Regions from separate parts of the Sus scrofa genome. Here regions 1 and 3 are each linked to region 2. Evidence: chromatin contacts called from public HiChIP or PLAC-seq data. All regions are on one chromosome and are shown on one strand. The core of a region is the stretch at or near the end of the contact, and the rest is flanking DNA. Distances in the headings are between cores, read along the strand shown. Region 1 holds the start of MED23 (mediator of RNA polymerase II transcription subunit 23). Region 2 holds the start of ENPP1 (ectonucleotide pyrophosphatase/phosphodiesterase family member 1). Region 3 holds the start of ARG1 (arginase 1).

Region 1 (4,316 bases), core at 1,814-4,313, 160 kb after region 2:
TCAACACCTGTGCAGCGATAGCAAAGTCACACGTGCACACCCGAGCACCTATGCAGACTTCACGCTGCCCTCTTGTGAATATGCAGAACCAGGAGTAACTAGAAGTCGGCTGAGAAACTCAGTGCTTGTAAGCCCAGAGAAGGGAGCATTCAGCTTTTACTACATTCCAGAAAAATTCGGTTCTTTCTGGAGGGTACTTGCAAGCTGTAGACTGCTGAGCAAACTAGCAGATACAATGTATGACATAAAATTCAGGTTTTATGGTAAGAAGAAAAATTTAAACATAAAGATTTTTGTCTGCCAAATATATATATATATATATATATATATATATACACATACACACACACACACACACACACACATAATGGTGAGACCAGCATTCCCATTGCAAAAGAAAGAAATCAGAAAGAAGAAAGGAGTCACACGGGTTCCAGGCAAGCCTGAGACTTGGCAGGGAAAATTCCATTAGATTTTAAGGCTCAAGAATAATTCTCTTTAGTTTGAGGCTCTATCCTCTAGGCCCATCAGGGGTCAGCCAAGCAGCTCAGCCCTAAGCAGCAGCCATGACCACTCTGGAGCAGAGAAGGAAACAGTTCTGCCTCAGCTTCACACACACACTAATACACATCCACAAAAAAGAATTCAAGTGATCATGGATCCAAATGTCTATAGTACGTATCTATACCCACTATCTATACTAACTATAAAGCTTCTAGAAGAAAACTTTGGAGGATAGCCTCACAACCTTAACATAGACAAAGTTTTCATAGGCTACTTAAAACAATAACCACACAATTTAAACATAATAAATTGGACTTATCAAAATTAGAAATTTCTAATTAAAGACATTATTTGAAAATTGAAACAGCAAGTCAAAAAAGGGAGAAAATGTCCACCACACATACATCTGATAAACGACTTGTATATAGAATATATAAGTACTCCTATAAATAAATGAGAATATAAGAAATCACCTGATTGACAGTAAGCAGAAGCTTAAATGGACCCTTTGTAAAAGATATCTGAATAGCTTATAAGATATAAATTAAAAAGAAATCAGTCTAATCACTAGGGGAACGTTCACCTGTTAGAATGGGTAAAGGTAAAAAGACTGACGCCATGCAATGTTGATAAGGAAGCAGAACAATTAGAAATCCCACAAATGTGTAGGATGTAAAAGCAGTAAAACCATTTTGGAGAACTGCTTGGGATTTTCTTATAAAGTTAAGCATATACTTACAATATGACCCCAAAATTCTGCTCCTAGAAAAATAATAGAAAAATAGCTTGTCTCTAGAGAGACTTGAGAATGTTCATAGCAAAACTGAAAACAACTGAAATACCTGCCAACAGATAAACTGAACAATAATCTATAGTATATTCACACAATGAAATGCTATACAAAATATAAGGTGAATCTCAATATAAGGTTGTATGAAAGAAGCTAGATACAAAAGAGTAAATACTGTGTGATTCCAATTATATAAACTTTTAGAACAGGTAAACTAATTAATGATTTCAAAACAATGTTTGCCTCTGGGAGGGGAATTGGATGCAAAGGGACTTTAGGAACTTTTTGGGGGAGATAGAAATATCTTGCCTGAGGGAGTGGTTAAACAAGTATGAACATATGTCAAAATTCATGGATCTGCACAATTAAATTTTTATGCATTTCACTGTATGTAAAGTATATATCAATATAGAATGACTGAGAAGGGCATTAAGAAGGTCTAGAAATGGATGGTCAACTTTTGTTCAATGAATAAAATATCAGCAAGTATAATATAAAAATTAATTTTATTTAGTTATGACAAGTAATTCTTACCTGACCATTTTACCTACTTGATTGTACAAGCCATGGGCAACATTTGTAATACAGAGCCGAAACATGGAAGTCTGCTAGATGAAATGAAAACTGTCTTAGAAATGAATATGATTAAAGATAATACACAATAAATAATCTGTTTAGCATACAAAAGGAACAAAAAAGAAAGCTAGAGGGCTTTAGACTTTTTTTTTTTTTTTTTGCTTTTTTAGGGCCACACCCGCACCATATGGAAATTCCCAGGCATATGGAGGTTCCTAGGCTAGTGGTTGAATTGGAGCTGCAGCTGCTGGCCTACACCACAGCCATAGATAGCAACGCAGGATTCCAGCCCCCACTGTGGCCTACACCACAGCTCACAGCAATGCCAGATCCTTAACTCACTGAGCGAGGCCAGGGATCAAACCGAAACCTCATGGTTACTAGTCGGATTCGTTTCTGCTGCGCCACAACAGGAACTCCTAGCTTTTAAAGTTTAATCATTCTGACTCTGTTACCCTTCTAGCTTGGGCAGTCTGAAAAATACATTCTGCAATACAGTTCTTTAAATGCCTAACACAAGTCTAGTACTGAGGGAACGAGTTAAACATTTACCATTTCTACAAATGAGAGTAAGTTTCTACCAAAATGTCAAACTTGATGCTTGAGAGAATAAAGTGGAGTAGGGCGGGGAGGAGGGCACACACGACTCAGTGCATCCTTTCAGACCATGCCTGTGGATCAGTCTTTCTCTTTACCACCCTTGTCCATCTCTATCCCTGCCAAAGAGGCTATAGATATTCTGTAATTGGTAAATTTTATTATTTTAGATGATTAATTGAAAATAGATATTATTATTCAATTATTCTAATGAAAAATTAATACGCTGCGTTCATTCATTTTTTTTTAACCTTCACTGAAACCCTGCTGCTTTTCTGGTTTTGTGCAAGGCACGGAGGTTACCATAGTTGAGAAGACATTGGTTCCTGTCGTCAAGAAAAGTGCAATTCCAACTCCTGACTCCACTCTGCTGACGGACATCCAAAAGGTCAGCCGCTTGGAGGAGCATTTCCGGCCGATTTTGCAGCCCCTGGGTCTCAAACTTTTATACTTCCCAGTATGCCAAAGTTTAAGCACCGAGGAGGAGGAAATTCCTGCTTCAGCGGAGAAGTGGCAGCCTGCAGGCAACGACGCCTCGGGATGACTTAGGCCCCAGGCTCCACTGGGGGGCACTCTCGCCTGGCTCGCGGGCCGCTCTTTCCCACAGGCGGAACCTTAATGGCTGGATCCCTGGTTTCTGCGGGTTTCGTAATCGGCGCGCACCCATCGCTACCTGGCTTCCGGGCAGGCTCCAGTTGTTTGCTGGGCCTTAGAGGGCTCGGCCTCAGCTGGATCCTTGAAGAGGAACGCGACTTTGGCGCGCTGCAGTTTCCTGCGGGCATCTTTAGCCCTCTGGCCCTCTGCCCCTCTATTCCCGGAGTTCCGGCCGGTCCGGGCCGCGCGGTTGACGTCCGAGGAAGGAGGGGGCGATGGTCCAGATGGAGACGCAACTGCAAAGCATTTTTGAGGAGGTGGTGGTGAGTGGAACGGCTAGGGACCCAGGGCCATGGCTGGGCGAGGGGGTGGCGAGGGGACAACGGCCCGGGCAACCTCTCCTAGACTTCTTTGTTGTGATGCCACTTTTGTGTGCAACGGCTGAGGAATTCTGAAATTGCTGTCAAATTCAAAGTCTCCTTCGAAATCCACAACACGCTTTGTTACAGGCCAACAAGACAGGTATTGTTTGCTTCCGCTTGTGGCTGATTAAGGTGACTTGCTCTCTGTTGCATTATATTGTTTTGCTCGGGGAGGCCCCTCCCCCTTTTGTTTTTTAAATTCGCGTTCACCATTTACTTTTTTTTTTTTTTTTTACAGAAAACAGAAATTATAGAAGAGGCTTTCCCTGGGTGAGTGTATGCATGGCACATTTTACCTGAGTGTATCTTTGTATGATATTATTTAGGTCTGTCTTGTATGTAGGTTTATAAGATCCATTATTCTGGTTACGTTGAATTACCTTTTTAAAACTAGTGGCAAACACCGTGATTTTTATTTTTTTAGCATGTTTATGGACAACCCTGAAGATGAAAAAACAAAACTAATTAGCTGTTTGGGAGCCTTCCGACAGTTTTGGGGTGGTCTTTCTCAGGTGAGCACTGCATTTTTAATACACCTGGCTGATGATTTTTGACTTCTTTACATTTTCTTTGATGTTGCTGTTAAGGTCTTTCTGGAAAAGGAAATAACTTGTCTTTTGTTTATTCTAGTATCCTGTTTGTTTCAATTCCTATTCTTCCAGTGGAGAATCTGTATAGAAAAATCAGGTTAACTACAGCACAGTGTGAGATGTTTTTAAAAGTCTTTCCCATGGTAGATTATATAAAACCGTTTTCAACCTATTCTGATTTATTTGGTGCACTTCAGAACAGCTGTGTTAGTGATTGTAATGGATAAAAATTTCACTCATTTC
Region 2 (4,312 bases), core at 118-2,617:
ATAGTGAAAACAGAAAAGCTCACGAAAGGAAAAATTTCAAAAATCAGAAAAGATATCCTCTCCACTGCATTGTTCAGTCATAAAATATAAGTGACAATGTATTTTAGGGTACACTACATATAGAAATGTCACTTCCATATGATAGCAATCAAATGATTACATCTCCTTGTAGTTTTCAAATGTACTTCCTCAGAGACATTGTTCCACTTGACCCTCACAACAATTCTATTCAAGGCATATGGAGGTGGTGGTGTCCTCATTTTAGAAGGGCACTGAGATTTGGGGAGAGTCATAGGGGATCCCAGCAATTAATAACAGCCACGAAAGCAAATACCCAGGCTGTGACTCTCAGTCCAGATGCAGAATAAAAAAAAACACCCCCGCATTTCACAAAATTGACTGTGGATTCTGCAACTATCCCAATAGCAGAGGAAGGCTGGGAACTTCTGTTAACAACAAAACCCGTGTACACCATGATTGCAAGAGTGGACGAAGAATCATAAACGTTTCTTCACATAACATGAATACTGATGGACTTTCTGAGCAGCTGCCAGGAAATTCCTAAACAGAGCCAAGAGAAAAAGTATTTTCTAAAGTTCCTGATATACCTTAAAGAGCTCTGTGAAATCTTTTCAAGTGGAATCAGTTAATGCCAGGAAAATCATTACTACTGCACGCGGAGTCACCCAAAGAGGTAAAAAAATGAAATTCAAATTTTAAACTAAAAAGAAAACAAAAACCAAAAAAAACACCTTGTCGGCTTTTCCTAAGACCAACAACTTTGGGGCTGGCCATTTTTTTCCCTACGAAAAACCCTGTGCTCTCTGGGGATGAGAGGTGGAATTGCTAAAGATCACAAATGTGAACAGTCTGGTTTCACAAACAGGTCCTTCTGAGCATCAGTATACAAGTGAGCGCGAACTCTTCCCCCAGGGGTAAGAGAAGGCTCGATGGTACTGAGCACGGAAAAAAGCCCCCCGAGGACGGCGAGAAAGCGCAGAGCGGCACGGCAGCTGGCTCTCTCCGAGCCCCGGGTGCTGACCACGCGCTCGGAGCACCGGAGCCGGGAGCCGCCCTCCCCGTCCTGCCGCGCGCCGGGCGGCCCGGACCTACCAGCGAGAGCACTTTATAGGTGTTGGGGTCCTTGGCCGTGCGGGCGCGCGCCGCCTTCTCCAGCTGCTCCTCCCCCAGGTCCATGGGGGCCAGCAAGGACGCGGCCGCCTGCGGCTCCCCGGGCGCCTCGGCGCCGTGGCCGCGGCCCGAGTCGCGGCCATTCCCCGCAGGGCCCTCCCGGGAGCCGCGCCCGCCCTCGCCGCCGCGGCTCCCGCCCCCGGCACAGCCGTCGCGCTCCATCGTGGCCCCGGGCGCTCGGGTCCCACAGCCCCGCTGCGCCTTTAATAGACTCCGAGCCCGCCCCGCCCCACCCCGCCCGCCGCCGCCGCCGCGCCCGCCCCTCGCCGCCAGACCTTTGGCTCGGCGCCCGCCGCCCAGCACTACGAGTGAGGGGAAAGCAACTCAACGCCCCGGATTATTTGGCTTCCTGTCTGATTTCGGGCACTCTGCGTGTCGGTTATTTTGGGTCCTTTACGTGGGCGCGTCTTTACCGCCCCCCACCCCCCACCCCAAGCCTTCCCCTCCCGATGCCCCGGGCAGCATCCGAACACTTGCAGGAATCGCCCTGCGTGGCCTCGCGGCGCGGGCTGGACTGGAATTGCAGAGTGTGGTCTGCAGAGGGCATGAGATCACGGGGGCCCCAAAATAGAGCGGGAGGAAAAGGAGGATGCAGCTGCCCCGGCGGTGCGGCTTCTCAAACGCGGGAGAGTGGAGTCGGGACAGACCTGGGTGTTGCTGGATGGGCTAGCAGAGAGGCTGTAGGGTCAAGCGTGGGAGGCAGTCAACTTCTTTTTTTCCTACGTAGAAATAAAGAAGTATTCCCTCAAAGCCTTGCTGCCCACTACCTATGCGACTCTGAGAGTAGACTGTGTGTCCTTAAAACATCTGATTTTTCAAATACACACTTTTAAGAGATATTTCGTTTTCTGTGGTTTCTGTGTTTGGGGAACTGCCCTTGCTTTAACATATTTATTAGTTCTTCTAGACTTTCGCGATTAAAAGCTTCAAAGTGTTGGCGCTGCGCTATCCTGAGGTTGCTGCTGATTACTTGGCAACATCGAAAATTTTAACACACTCTGGACTACTTTGACACTTTGATTTTGAACTAGGGCACGAACAATAGGCTCTAATTCTTGGTAGGTTTTGATTCTGCAACCTTTCCCTTTCCTTGCTCATCAGTTAGAAAAGCCACAAGCCTGGTAGTGTAGTGAGGCTCCCCTGTCAGTGAGGGAACAGTGACTTTCAACCTGCTTTGCGCTGTCCGGAACTGACTTTAGTGACCAAGGAAGGTTCCACAATCCAATATCATTTCATGTTCTTTTTGATTACACGAACATACAAAAAGATGTTTAAAATGAGAATGGATGTTTTAACAGATGTAAAGTGTGTGTTGTCCTCCTTAAAGTAGTTAACTCAGGACACTTTCCAATTATATTGATTGATTGATTCATTCATTCAACAATGAATCCTTCACTTCAATCTCCTGGCCACCAAACATGCATACCACATGAAAGGTAAATAAAAGTATGTCTCTCCCAAGTGGCTCTCAGTCTGATCAAAGGAGGTGAGGGCAGTTAAAAAAGAAATTAAAACCCAGATCATATGTGCATAATAGAATCTCACAGAGGATGTTATGACAGCGTAGTGGAGAGGATAGCTGACATCTGGAAGAAGTGAAGGCCATCCCTCAAAGCATTATTGAGCTCTTTTTATTTATTTATTTTTTAAATTACCTTTGAGTCAGCTTACAAACCACCCAAGAGAAACAGGTTTTCACTGTTTCATAGCCTCACATATTTTTTTTAACCCCAAACTTGGCTCTAAATTTTCCTTTGACTGTTTCCAAAACTCAAATTCAAGGACAAAAATTCACTCCATGGAGACTGGTCAAAGGCGTGTCAAAACTTCTAAGAGCAACTCAGCAGAGTCCATCCAAAGTGGCTTTGACCCTGAGAAAACAAATGGAATAAGTGTATTGTCTGCATCCCAAGTCAACAAGTGATTTTAAAGACTCCACCCATTGGTGGAGAGGATGGCAGGATCACAAACTCAAATATCCAGGGACCAGCAGGAACCATTAAAGAGCGAAGCAGCCCCCTGTAGGTGAGTGGTACCCTGTTACAGGTTGTGACCTTTACTCAGCAGGATTCTGTGCCCATTGCGGCCAGATAGATTTTTCAAGAGCAACAGGAAATTGTGATGTTTGTGTGAATTCTCCAGATTGCAAAATTTTGTCTACAAAATTCAGAAAAACAATTTCTTTCCACACTTTAAAGGCCAAGCAAAATGTAACACATCTGCAGGGTGGGCCTGGCACACAGGCCACCAGGATGTGGCCTCTGCCATATGCTCAGGTCTTGCCTGCCTTTGCCAGTTGGGACTTTTATGGGTAGCTATAAAAATCCAACTGAAACTCTAAAATCAGAGGAATAAAAACATGGATTGAGGAGGCCACTCATATTGTTTAGCCATAGATTGAGCTATTGACAAGTCTTGCCTCCATCTTGTTTATATTTGCAATGGTCTGAAGGACAGCTTCACACTCCAAAGTACAATAAGATCAAGAGACATAAAACTGCAAGACAACTTCTCCAGTAAATGTAAAAGTGAACGATGAATGTGTCATCCTTAGTCCTAAGCCACTCTGCCTTTATTGGTTAAGGTCTCTATTGTCTATGCTATAGTGGACTATAGAGACCTTAATCAATCCTTTTACTCCTCTCCACTAAAGAGGAGAGTGGGTGCCTGAATCTTCTTTTTTTCTTTTTAGGGCCTCACCTGTAGCATATGTAAGTTCCAAGACTAGAGGTCAAATCAGAGCTGCAGCTGCCGGCCTGTGCCACAGCCACAGCAATGTCAGATCCTAGCTGTATCTGAAACCGACATTACAGCTTATGGCAATGCTGGATCCTTAACCCACTGAGCAAGGCCAGGAGTTGAACCTGCATCCTCATGGAGACTATCTCAAGTTCTTAACCCACCAAGCTGCAATGGGAACTCCTGGTGCCAGAAACTTTTAATGTGGATAGGCCAAAGAGCAAACATAACCAATTTCATATCTCTGTTAGAACTGTGTCTTCTCGAAATTGAGAAACAACTCTTCTCAGTTTTTACAAGATGATATATGGAGTAATTATTTTAGCATCTGCTCCAGAGCTTCTCCAGCTGAAATTTTTCATGTTCTCTAATGAAACATGAA
Region 3 (4,222 bases), core at 970-3,469, 220 kb after region 2:
ACAATAACACAGTTGTTCAATTTCCCAGAGTGACACTTTCTATGATTTTGTTGTTGCTGTTGTTTGTTTTGTCTGATTCAAATGGCTTCTCAACAAAGATTGGTTTGTCACCTCAGCTGACTTTGAAGCAGGACTCCCATCCCTAACTGACCACCACTCTGAGATCTGCTGTAGCACTAAAGAGGCACCAATGTCAGAGCAGAGGCTTTGGTATCCAGCAGCGCTGTCTGGAATTACATAGTCAACACTGTGTGACCTTGAGCAGATGACCAAACCTCTCGGAGCCTTAGTTAACAGTAAAACAAACATAACACCTACCTCATTTTTTCACATCACCTCCTCCCCCCACCACTGCCTTGCAAGAGAATGAGGCAGGAGATGGAATTCTTTCTCGGGCTCAACCTTCTCGTCATCTGACCTCTAATCTTCTTCCTTTACCTGTTTATCAAATTTTTGCCTCCTTTTGGTGGGACGGACACGTATGGTTGGTCATTTGTTCCCCCTCTAGGCTATGGCTTAGTGTAGACAAATCTCTCTCTCTTTGTCCTTACTATCATGAGACGATAAGCCTCATTCTCCTGGGGCCAGGTTTTAATAAAGAAGAGCTAGAGGAGGCCGGGGGAAGGGGAGAATTACGGAGAACAGCAAATGCATCAGGCTCTATTTCAACATAGTATCCCACAGAGGGGCTGTTATTAGCATAAGACCTTCTGCTGAGGTCTAGGGACCTCATGTTTGGATAAAGTCATGTTCAGTCCCTTTCCTTCCTCCCTCTCTCCCTTTCTTCCTTCCTTTAGTTATTTCAGTGCTATCTTTTGTCAAAACCTGTCCCAAGAATAGAGGAGCACATTGTGGATTTTGCAATTAACCCCAGCATTAAAAGAAACACTTCTGCGTCAGCAAAATGTCCCCAAGTTCTGGGAGATAGCTTTGACAGATTTCAAAGGGGGGAGCGAAGCAGTATTAACTGACAGTCCAAATGCAGTTTGTGTCTCTAACCTCCGACCTGTAAAAAATCCAGATGCAAAGCAAGAGTTCAAAACTAAGAGAAGCAAAAAAGTTGCCCAGATGGGCAACGAGAAAGTTCTGAGAAACCAAGAAACATTTAAAACAACCACAACCACAACAAAAATTCAATTCACACTTTATCTTGTTTGCTTTTGTTTTTGTTCTCTGGCAACCCCCACCCTCCCTTTTAGCACAGATTCTTGCAAGGTGTCTACAATCTCATTGGATTTATCAGAATGAGTGTGCCTGGGCAGAAGAAAAAGACTGTCTATTTAAGTGCTGCTGGCATGTTCTGGAACCTGGGAGTTTCAGAAATCCATTAGTCCTTTTGATGCGGCCAAATTTCCTTTTACTGTGTTCTTTTTTCCTCCCTCCAAGAGAGGTATACAAAGGACTCTACCTAGACCATAAATTAACGCTTTTATAGACTCATTAAAGACAAGAAAAAATAAGCCACTCATGAAGTTGGGAAAGCAGTAATATTTAGGTTTTTCACATTTTTAAAAGTCTGAAGCCACCCATCTCTGAAATTTTTTAGGTGATCATTACATAAATAAACAAATGTGTATTCTTCAAATTCTTTCTCCTGCTTATACATGGGAACCTCAGAAGCAAGGAGAGCATGGAAATCTAAATGAAGAGCTACAATGCAGAAACAGCCCCTTTCCATTCAAATAAAAACATTTCTCTTTAAAAATACAAGGAAAAATTCAGTGGATTTAAATAAAATTGGCTGTTGCTGAGGTCAGGAGCCACAAGAATAAGTGGGTTTGTGACCATAATTCTACAATGACACAGAATGGTAAGAGAACTTGAAACTATATATTTCGGGCCAGAGTTGCATCAGAGAACCTAACTAACCAGACATTAACTCCTTACTCATTTTGAAAGTCTAAATTTTCTAAGAAATTCTGGCTTCTCAAAGCCAAGCTTTTTACTCACCTGACCCTTGGAGAAAGGAGCTCCGATGATCCCGATGGATTGTGACTTGAAACTCATGCTCCAATATTTCTCACCGCTACACCAGAGTCCTCCAGCCAGTCTTCCCTCTCAGCAACACTCAGTGGCCAAGGGCACATTTTTTTTCCTATTTATAATTGAGTTCAATCTGTTGACTTTATTCTAATGAGGAAGAGTGGCTCCACCTACTGAACGGAAGACACAGTCAGGTGGAAGCCCAGCAAGTTCATACCTGGAATGACCATGAGTCCGACTCTGAGTCTGAGTTCCTCGTTAAGTGAGATCATCCATGTGGCCAGCTCACACCCATCTGACAAAGCTGGCTGGTGACATCAATCTTTCTGCATCACCACCTTGACTTCCTAGTCCCAATCATCTTTTCTAATCATAATCACTTCATCATAACCACAGAAGCAATGCCGTGGTTCTAGCTGTGCAAACTCAGGGCACAGCACTTGCCTCCCCCAGGGCTTTGCCTCCTCCTGTGTCCAAAGGGCTGGGACTGGTGAGATGGTCTCTCAGCCCTCTTCTAGCCCCACAACTCTGAATTTACTTTTCACACTGGGATTAATGGTTAATCCACAAGACACACCTCATACAGCACCAGGGTACAGTCTCAGGGAAGGCGTATGACTCCCTTTTCTGATGATTACTTAAAGGTAAAATTAATTGCCTGATTAATAATCCAGAGGTGTTACCACCCTAATTTTGGAATTTGGTGCGCAGGAAAACAGCACTTTCGGGACTCAGAGTATCACAATTAAATATAGATATAAAAACAGCCAAATCTGAGTTTTTAATCGTGTGCCAAGTGCTGTTCTGTTTCATATTATCTCATTTAATCCTTAGAGGAATTTAATGACCAGTTTCATTATTAGCAGTATTTTACTGATTAAAAAACCAAAGCGGAGTGAGAGACGTTGCCAAATGTCACGTAGAAGAAAAGCTATGATTCAGTTGTAGGCATTTGGATCCCCTAACCACTGGGCTTTACAGTCTAAACACAGATGAAGTGGTAGCCTCTCAGACTAGCATGCCCATGGGAAATTGTTTAGTGCAAATGTGGATTTAGAGGAAACACACCCCAAAAAATCTTTGAACCTTAAAAAAATATGATAGTAATGTAAAAGGAAAATTTGTTTGTAGAAATGAATCTCTTTTTTTCCTATTAGTAGGACAGAACATTGTGGACTCTTTCACAAGGGCAGAGAGTTGTCTGCTACAACCCCAGTGCCTAGGACAGTGCTGATATGTGATAGGCACGCAATAAATATTTACTGAATGTGTAAATGAGAAAACCAAGGTCTCATAAGGTCTTTTTTGTTTTGTTTTGTTTTGTTTTTGTCTTTTTAGGGTCACACCTGTGGCATGCGGAGGTTCCCAGGCTAGGGGTTGAACAACACCCCTTACACCATAGCCACAGCAACGTGGGATCCAAGCTTCGTCTGCGACCTACACCACAGCTCATGGCAAGGCTGGATCCTTAACCCACTGAGGGAGGCCAGGGATTGAACCTGCATCCTCATTGATACTAGTTGGGTTCGTTACCCCTGAGCCACAATGGGAATCCATAATGTCCCTTTTTAATAGGACCATTTTCCACGGACTTTCTATTTTTTACTTGCAGATTTGTTGTATATCCTAGTTATTTACTTGTGATATTTTGTATAGCTAAGTATTAATCTCTTATGGTTTCACATCACAAATAACTTTTCCACATCTGTCAGTAATCTGAAAACTTTGTGATCACTCAAAAATTTTCATTTTGCAATAGACAATTTAATAATTTTTCCTTATGCTCTGTGCTTTGGGAGTTTTGTTCAGGTCCATTCGACTCCAAAATCAAAATATATGTTTCTATAGTTCTTCTATTTGCTTTAAAGCTTGTCTTTTTTTGGTTTTTGTTTTGCTTTTTAGAGCTGCACACAGAGCATATGGAAGTTCCCAGGCTAGGGGTCAAATCAGAGCTACAGCTGCCAGTCTAGGCAATAAGTCATGGCACACCAGATCTTAACCCACTGAGCGAGGCCAAGGATCGAACCCATGTCCTCATGGATACTAGTTGGGTTCATTTCCACTGTACCACAATGGGAACTCACAGTTCATCTTTCACATTTCTTTCTTTAACCAGTCTACACCCATTTTTTGCATAATGTGTACATTTTCCAACTATATTTTCCCCTGTAGAGTCCATCAGTTTTCTCAACAACATCCATTGCGACAAGTATCCATTTTGCCTCATGGATTTGGTGGA

The links. HiChIP or PLAC-seq counts read pairs in DNA pulled down with a chosen protein or histone mark.
Region 1: an H3K27ac HiChIP or PLAC-seq map of alveolar macrophages shows a contact between it and region 2. The contact joins the promoter of MED23 here to the promoter of ENPP1 in region 2. A contact is called at or near these places in 1 of 5 promoter capture datasets (liver) and 1 of 2 datasets of contacts at active chromatin or transcription factors (alveolar macrophages).
Region 3: an H3K27ac HiChIP or PLAC-seq map of alveolar macrophages shows a contact between it and region 2. The contact joins the promoter of ARG1 here to the promoter of ENPP1 in region 2. A contact is called at or near these places in 1 of 47 Hi-C or Micro-C datasets (liver) and 1 of 2 datasets of contacts at active chromatin or transcription factors (alveolar macrophages).

The regions. Positions count from the first base shown.
Region 1 is chr1:31,956,871-31,961,186 of Sscrofa11.1, forward strand. It overlaps MED23 (mediator of RNA polymerase II transcription subunit 23), which reads left to right and starts at 3,064. Exons shown (of 29, transcript XM_021087972.1): 1 at 3,064-3,384; 2 at 3,722-3,753; 3 at 3,908-3,995. The coding sequence starts at 3,337.
Region 2 is chr1:31,795,227-31,799,538 of Sscrofa11.1, forward strand. ENPP1 (ectonucleotide pyrophosphatase/phosphodiesterase family member 1) reads right to left here and starts at 1,368. Exons shown (of 25, transcript XM_021087933.1): 1 at 1,114-1,368. The coding sequence starts at 1,353.
Region 3 is chr1:32,018,083-32,022,304 of Sscrofa11.1, forward strand. ARG1 (arginase 1) reads right to left here and starts at 2,220. Exons shown (of 8, transcript NM_214048.2): 1 at 1,951-2,220. The coding sequence starts at 2,007.